Regions from separate parts of the Mus musculus genome. Here region 1 is linked to region 2. The links are chromatin contacts, called in public promoter capture Hi-C maps. All regions are on one chromosome and are shown on one strand. Each heading gives the region's core, a stretch centred on a gene start, on an enhancer-like site or on the middle of the called end of the contact. The rest is flanking DNA. Distances are from core to core; before and after follow the strand shown. Region 1 holds the start of Adck2 (aarF domain containing kinase 2). Region 2 overlaps Hipk2 (homeodomain interacting protein kinase 2).

Region 1 (3,655 bases), core at 992-3,491, 710 kb before region 2:
AAGAAATGAAGTCAGAGCCTATTGTGGAGGAATACACCTTGAATCCCAGCACTCAGGAGGCAGAGGCAGGCAGATCTCTGTAGCTTTGAGGCCAGCCTGGTCTACAGAGTAAGCTCTGGAACAGCCAAGGGGCTACATAGTATAAATCTACCTCAAAAAAAAAAAAAAAAAAAAAAAAAAAGGAGGAGGAGGGGGAAAGGAAAGAAAAAGAAAAAACAAACAAACTTGAGCCAGGAGGTTGTGGCAATCCCTGCTACTTGGGAGGACAATTAAAATAGCAGGGTCTTGTCTACAATTAAAGGCAAAATGAGGCCTCACAATAAACCTCAGTGGCTGAGGGTTTGCCTAGCATGTGTGAACTAAGTTTGACTGCCCCTTAGGTTCAATCCTCACTACAATAAATAAATAAATAAATAAATAAATAAATAAAAGAAATAGCTTGAATTTAACAGGTATTGGTTGAGCTACAATAGCAATAGCAGCCCTAATCCAAACTCAAAATGCTTCAATATCTGACCCGGTAAAGGACTGACAAGTGAAAAATTCCAAACCTGACCTCAGGTGATGCAAGGTCATTACACAGGTGCACTAAAAGTACTTCATGAAATGACCTATAGTCTACATGTCTAAGTTGTGGAGTGTGTGTGTGAGACATAAATGAATTTCACGTTTCGTGTTTAGACTTGGGTCCTATCCCAGGCTATCTCATCCAAGATATACAAATGCTCTACAATCCAGAACCGTATGAAATCCAAAACGCTCCCATTCCCAAGCATTTTTGGAGAAGGAATACTCAGTCTTAGAACAGAAAGCAATGTGCCCCTCACGAGGGTCTCTTTCGGATCTGGGGCAGACAGCTCAGTGGGTAGGTACTTGATTAAAGTGCTAGGCAAGGTCTGAGAGCACTTACTTTCACTGCCACTGGGATGAGGTGATCTGACTTAGGCAGATGCCAGGGAGCCTGAGACACACCCACTTCTGACCCACCAAGGTCAGCTTTAGGAAGAAGCAGTTTTTCTAGAAATGCTTCGTCGGCAAGGTTTTCTGAAGGCTTCCGGTCTTTCATAAAGGGCTCTCTCTGCATCACCACGGCCCTGGTTCCTGGGGCAGAGAGCTCCCCAAGTCTCCAGATCCTGTCTTCCTCCAACAAGGAAATACTAGCGAACGCTTTGTACACTTGGGCCACACAACCTGAACCTACAGGTTCCCGGGTCTCGAAAAAGAGGAGGCTGCCCCAATCCTCCCCAAATGCCTGCTGGAGTAAGTATTCCGTCCTTGCCCAAGGGTGGGGGGTCACCTGGACATGCAGCTTGGAGAACTGGGTACAGAAAGCCTCTGAAAAGAGGTCGCGCCGGGTGCTGGCCCATTGGCCCAATTTGATATATGTTGGGCCTGAGGTCTCTGTAGCTTTGAAAAGCAGATGGAGCCAGAGGGTGGAGAGGCCAGGGGCCAAGTAGGTGAGAGGGTACAAGAAGAGGAGGGGGAAGAATTTCGCCAAGAGCACACCAGCGCGGAGCCCTAGGCGGAGACACAGTAAGACGCGGGCCAGAGGCCCTTCTTGGGCCACCTTCTCCACTAGTCCATTTTCCGCCAGGTCACTCCAGTGAGTCTTTCTCTGGCACAAGCTGCCAGGCGCCCCCTCTCCAACACTGCCATGGGCTGAGATTAATTTGGGCAAAGTACCTAGCAGAAACCAACATAGTCTGGCATTGCGAGAGCATCCCAGGGGTCTGGAATGCCCAAGTTCCTTTCTGAACTCAAAGCATCTTAAGTGTGACAAGCAGACCCTGACAGACAAACGCCAGGGGGTCACCATCCTCTCTAGACCCCTTGGCCTAGACTGCTTGTTCTCTACCTAAAGGGAAGCCATTGTGGAGACGCTCCGTGCCGAAGCGGGGATGAGTCGGACCGCGCCCCCTAGCGCAGCCCAGGAGGGGAGGGATAACGGGGACCTGAGCCGGGGACCACGGGTGACAAGCTGTCCAGCGCCAGAGCTCAGAGTGCAGGGAGTCGCCGAGCGCCAGGGACGGAGATGCGGACCCGCGGCCTAGAGAGAACGACGAAGCCTCAGAGGGCCGCGGGAAGACCTGAGAGGCGCGCTCCGGCGGGCTCACGGGCCAGGCTCCCGGGGGGCGGCGGAGATGCCGAGCCGATGGCTCGGGACCTGCACAGAGCGGGCAGTGACAACCAGGCAGAGAGAGAGAGCACTAAGCGTCCGGGCCAGCGCTGCTCCCAGCTTCCGGTACCTGGTTCCGCCCTCTCTGCCCACGACATGCTCCTTAAAGGGGCCACGGCGCGAACTAGGGCAAAAGCGCCTGGGCACATCGAGTTCCTGTGATGATTTAGAGAAAAAACGCAGACGCGAGCTCTGTAGCCCTCTTTTCCGCGTCTGCCTTTCCTCTTCACAGCCTCGTAGCTTAAATCCTAGAAATATTAAACTACACTGAATATTACAAGTGGGTCCAAAGGAAGGACAGATTTTTCAGCTGCTGAGTTCTTGAGTCTCAGGCTACGCTGACTTAGCGGCGGTGTTTAGACCTTAGGGAATGGCTTATACACTTAACTAAGACTTATTGAGCCAAATCAGGTCTTTCTTGAATTTAATTTAATATTTGTTGAGTCACAAGAATATATACTAAACTAGATAGGTAACGATATTATTTTATGTCAAGCCCAACGAAATAAATGAGTTCGATCCGTGGAACCTACATGAAGGAAGGATGTCACCAATTCCTTTTAAGTCGTGTCCCCCACATACAAAATAAATGTCATAGAAATAAAAATGTAGCAAGGGCCACAGAAGCAGTGAGGAGCTGGTTGAATCATAGGCTGGGCTACTTTGGAGAAGAAAAAAAGGGTGTTGGGAGAGGAGCCAAATAAAAGTTCCAAAGTAGGAAAGACTTTTGATGTTCTGAGGGGTGTGTGTGTGTGTGTGTGTGTGTGTGTGTGTGTGTAGGTGATAGAGCATGGGAACTGAGCCTACATAGCCAGGGAAAGGGCTTGCAATTTCTTCTCAGCGCTCTGGAACTTAAAAAGCTGCCTGCCCTGGGGCACCACAGTCCCTACTACCTATCAACAGCTTTTGTCCCTGTGTGGAAAGAAATTTGCACAAAAGTCTGACCAAGGGTAGATTTAAAGACATCCCAGGTGAAAAGGATTATAGAAAAAGAGAAACAAGGACAAGGCCAGGGTTCCTATCACTGGACATGTCATTCAACCTCAAGACACACACCCCCTGGCCATCCAGAAGGCTCAGAAGATATAGTAATTTCTCCAAAGGTAAGATCAGGGCCACTAACAGTCAGGAATAGTGGAGTGGCCAATGGCTCTTCCTGTATGGTCAATAACAGTCCAGTTCCTAACTCTAAAAGATGGGGTACACCCTTTGGGTTTCCCAAGGCAGACATGATGCCTTACACTGCTTTGAAATGTGGTCAGGTGTCAGGCACGGTGCCCTCACTTTCAATTCCAGTAGGAAAGAAGGAAGGAAGGAAAGAAGGAAGGAAGGAAGGAAGGAAGGAAGGAAGGAAGGAAGGAAGGAAGGAAGGGGGAGGTAAGGAAGGAGGGAAGGAGGGAAGGGAAGGAAGGGGTGGGCAAAATCTGTGAGTTGGAGGTCAGTCTGCTTTGTATAGCAAGCTCCAGGCCAACAGGGACT
Region 2 (3,433 bases), core at 879-3,378:
GTGTTTTACATAAAGTAACATTCATGTAATGATGTAATTTAGTACATACATTTTGTAACAATGTTTTTGTATGTTTCTGCTTACAGACAATTTTAACTTCTATTTATTTATTTGTGTGTGTGTTTGTATGTTCGTGTGTGTGGAAAAGAGGGTAAGAGGGTAAGGAGGAGGAATGCATATATATATATACACATATACATACATATATATGTGTACATACACACACATGTATATGTATGTACATATGTATGTATTCCATGGCTTGTGTGGAGGTCAGAGGTCAACTTCGGAGTTGTTTTTTCCGTCTACTAATACCTGGGTTGCAGGGATTGAGTTTAGGTTACCAGGTTTAGTGACAGGTGCTTTAACTGCTGAGCTATCTTGCTAACCACTGAACTCACAGCCAGCAATGCTGTAACTAAAGCCCAAATGTGCTTATCAAATGCATGCTTTTTTCTCATAAGGAACAGCACATCTTTCTTATATCTTGAAGCTCATATGAATACCTCATCACAGTGTTTAAAACTTCAGCATTTTTAGCCGGGCAGTGGTGGTGCACACCTTTAATCCCAGCACTCGGGAGGCAGAGGCAGGCGGATCTCTGAGTTTGAGGCCAGCCTGGTCTACAGAGTGAGATCCAGGAGAGCCAAGATCTACACAGAGAAACCCTGTCTCTAAAAAACCAAAAAAAAAAAAAAAAAAAAACCCCAAAAAACAAAAACAAAAACAAAAACAAAAATCTTTAGCATTTTTAAACAGCAAAATCAACAAATAAAAAAAACCACAAAAAGACCAAAAAAAAAAAAAAAGTACCATATATGGTATATAGGGCAGTTGTTCCCTATGTAAGAGCTGAAATAAGAAGTCAGAGCATCACTTTGCTGGGTTTCAGCTAGGCACACATGAGGGCAGCATGGCCTCCCAGCTATTCTGCTATTGCATAGGAATGAGAGAAAGTGCCCTGAGTATTGATTTTGGAATTGCAAACCAGTTTTAGTGAACAGATGAATTTACAGCACAGAATCCTGAGTAAGGAAGGTGGACTGTGACTTGTGAACCCAATTGTTCCTACTGTCATACCTACCCTGGGACTGGCAAACTTTCTCAATAAAGGTCCAGATAATATATCTCTTGGACTTTGGGCAACACTGCGCGTACTGTAGTTGCCATGTGGAAGCAACAGAAAGGTGGGCTATATTTTATTTGCAAAAGTATACTTTGAGCTGAATTGGGCACCATTAACCTACTCTGTTATTAAATACTCTGTTATTTTGACTGATTTGGTGTGTGTGTGTGTGTGTGTGTGTGTGTGTGTGTGTGTACATGCATGCATGTGCCTGTGGTGAATGTTAGAGGTTGATGTCAGGTGTCTGTGTAATCGTTCTGTTTTCTTGAGACAGTCTTTCACAGAACTCACTGATTTGGCTGGACTGGCTAGCCAGTAATTCCTAGAACCTGCCTATTTCAGCTTCCCCAGCAGAGGGGTCATCATGGGTATGCATTACTGCACCCATTTTGGATGCTGGGATGAACTCAGGTCCTCGTGATTGTGCCTCTAGCCTTTTACAGTTGTCTCCCAGCCGCATGATCTAGCTTCCTAAATTGGCTACTCATGGCTCTCCTTCTCTTCTTCCTCCTCTTCCTCTTCCTCCTCCTTCTCCTCTTCCTCCTCTTCCTTCTCCCCCTTTTCTTTTAAAGTTTGTTTTGTTTATTTTGAGACAAGTATTTCAACATAGTCCATTTCAACAGTCTTGTGATGTAGACCAGGTTGGCCTCGAACTCACAAGTATCTGCCTGCCCTGTCTCCCAAGTGCTGGGATTAAAGGCATGTGCCACCACGCCATCTCTCATGCTCAATCTTGAGTCTCTCCAGCATGTCCCAATGTACCACAATGATATTAAGTGAATGTTAGATCTGTCACTCTGCCACTTCAGATATGCAAGTGCTTCCCATCCACTTTCAGTACAGTTCTGTAGAATAGCAGAGGTCACAGCGCTCCCTGCTTATTTCTCCAGTCTCCTTTGATGCCATTATTTTGACTCTTTCAGTTCTGTGGCTGTCCTGTTTCGGGGTTTGCTGCTCCATGCCATTATGTACAGTCTCTCTGCATGGAGTACCTGGCAAGCTCCTACTCACTCTTCAGTCAGAGTCCAAATGTTACTCCCTGCCCCTGACATTCCCTAGCCCTCACTGTCAATCACATGCTGATTTCCAACATCAGAACACCCTGTTTTGTTTTTTGTTCATTTGTTTTTCATTCATAATGTAACCTTTTCAGGTATCATTGGTTTGGGTGACCTTGTTTTCCACTTTCTTCTTCCATGAGGCTGCAGACTCCAATAGGAGAGGAGTGTGTTGTGACAGTCTCTGTGGTGTCCACCATATTATAGTTATGCACTACAGAGATGCTAAGTCAGTAGACAATCACACTATAAGGTGTGTTCACACACATTTTATATGTTGCTGCAGTAGAAAAATGCAGTGCTGATTCCAAACAAAAATTACGGTGTCCATGGTTGTGAAGTTGTGCCTTTATTGTCAGAGGGCAATTCTGAGGCAGATGCTCTGTCATCAGGCCTGTCTTGGTAAGTCAGCTCTCTCCTAGACAGGAGTGCTATGGGAAGTTTGTTAGTTTCCATTTCCCCTGAGCCTTTTGGACTTCATTGGTGAGGTTTTCAGGTGGGGAGGTGGAAGTGAAGTATTATTGCTTGTGGAGGCATTTCAGCTGGCCCTGTGAAAATCCACTCTGCTCCACTTTTATCCCTCTTAGACCTCAACTGGTAGGTGCTTTATTTTTATTGAAATCCTACCATCTAGGAAAAAAAAAATCTTTGATTTGCCAGAGAATGATCTAAGCAATGGTGCTCCAATGTGGAGATTATTCTGTTATTCCAAGAATCCTGCATGCTACCAGGAAGATAATATTTCAGATGGGCTTTTATAGGTTAATGGGAATCTTGAAGCTTTATTTAACGCCTTTGAAACACTGCAGTATAGAACATTAGAAATAAGCAATAGGTGTACAACGCATGTTCCTGCTGCTGCTACAGGTTTCCTCATGCTTTTAAAATATCACTCTTATTAGATATTACCATAGCCAGACTTTTCAGGTCTTTCTCTATAAATAGGAATATGAAAAAATTTAAATGACATAATGTTAGTCATTTTATAATCTTTTTTCTTGCTAATTTTATATTTCAGCAAAGCTTATTTAATAATTTGTTCATACTGTATTTCCATAATTGAAATGTCTTTTGAATCTGATACACTGAAGTCAGCATTCACTGCAGGCTGCTGTCCTGTACCTACCTAGTTGTGAACTTCCTTGTAGTCCGTTAGCCCTGTGCAGTTGCTGGATAGACTCTTAAACCTGCCACGTGAGTCGGCTGAGGTTTCTGTAGAGAGGATGAGCGTATTTCTTTAGTCTCTAGT

What was found. Promoter capture Hi-C pulls out the DNA fragments that hold promoters and counts their contacts.
Region 1: a promoter capture Hi-C map of liver shows a contact between it and region 2, with 2.2 times the contacts expected there. The contact joins the promoter of Adck2 here to the enhancer-like site in region 2. A contact is called at or near these places in 4 of 39 promoter capture datasets (3T3-L1-derived adipocytes, hippocampal neurons, liver and 1 more).

What each region holds. Positions count from the first base shown.
Region 1 is chr6:39,572,462-39,576,116 of GRCm38.p6, reverse strand. It overlaps Adck2 (aarF domain containing kinase 2), which reads right to left and starts at 2,241. Exons shown (of 8, transcript NM_178873.3): 1 at 911-2,241. The coding sequence starts at 1,816.
Region 2 is chr6:38,859,221-38,862,653 of GRCm38.p6, reverse strand. All of the region lies in intron 1 of Hipk2 (homeodomain interacting protein kinase 2), which reads left to right. Among named protein-coding and RNA genes, the nearest start is that of Hipk2, 15 kb to the left of the region's middle. Within about 2 kb of position 2,128, at least 2 of the 459 cell types and tissues checked have an H3K27ac peak or open chromatin away from gene starts, as enhancers often do. A contact at or near this core is called in liver, where this site is marked.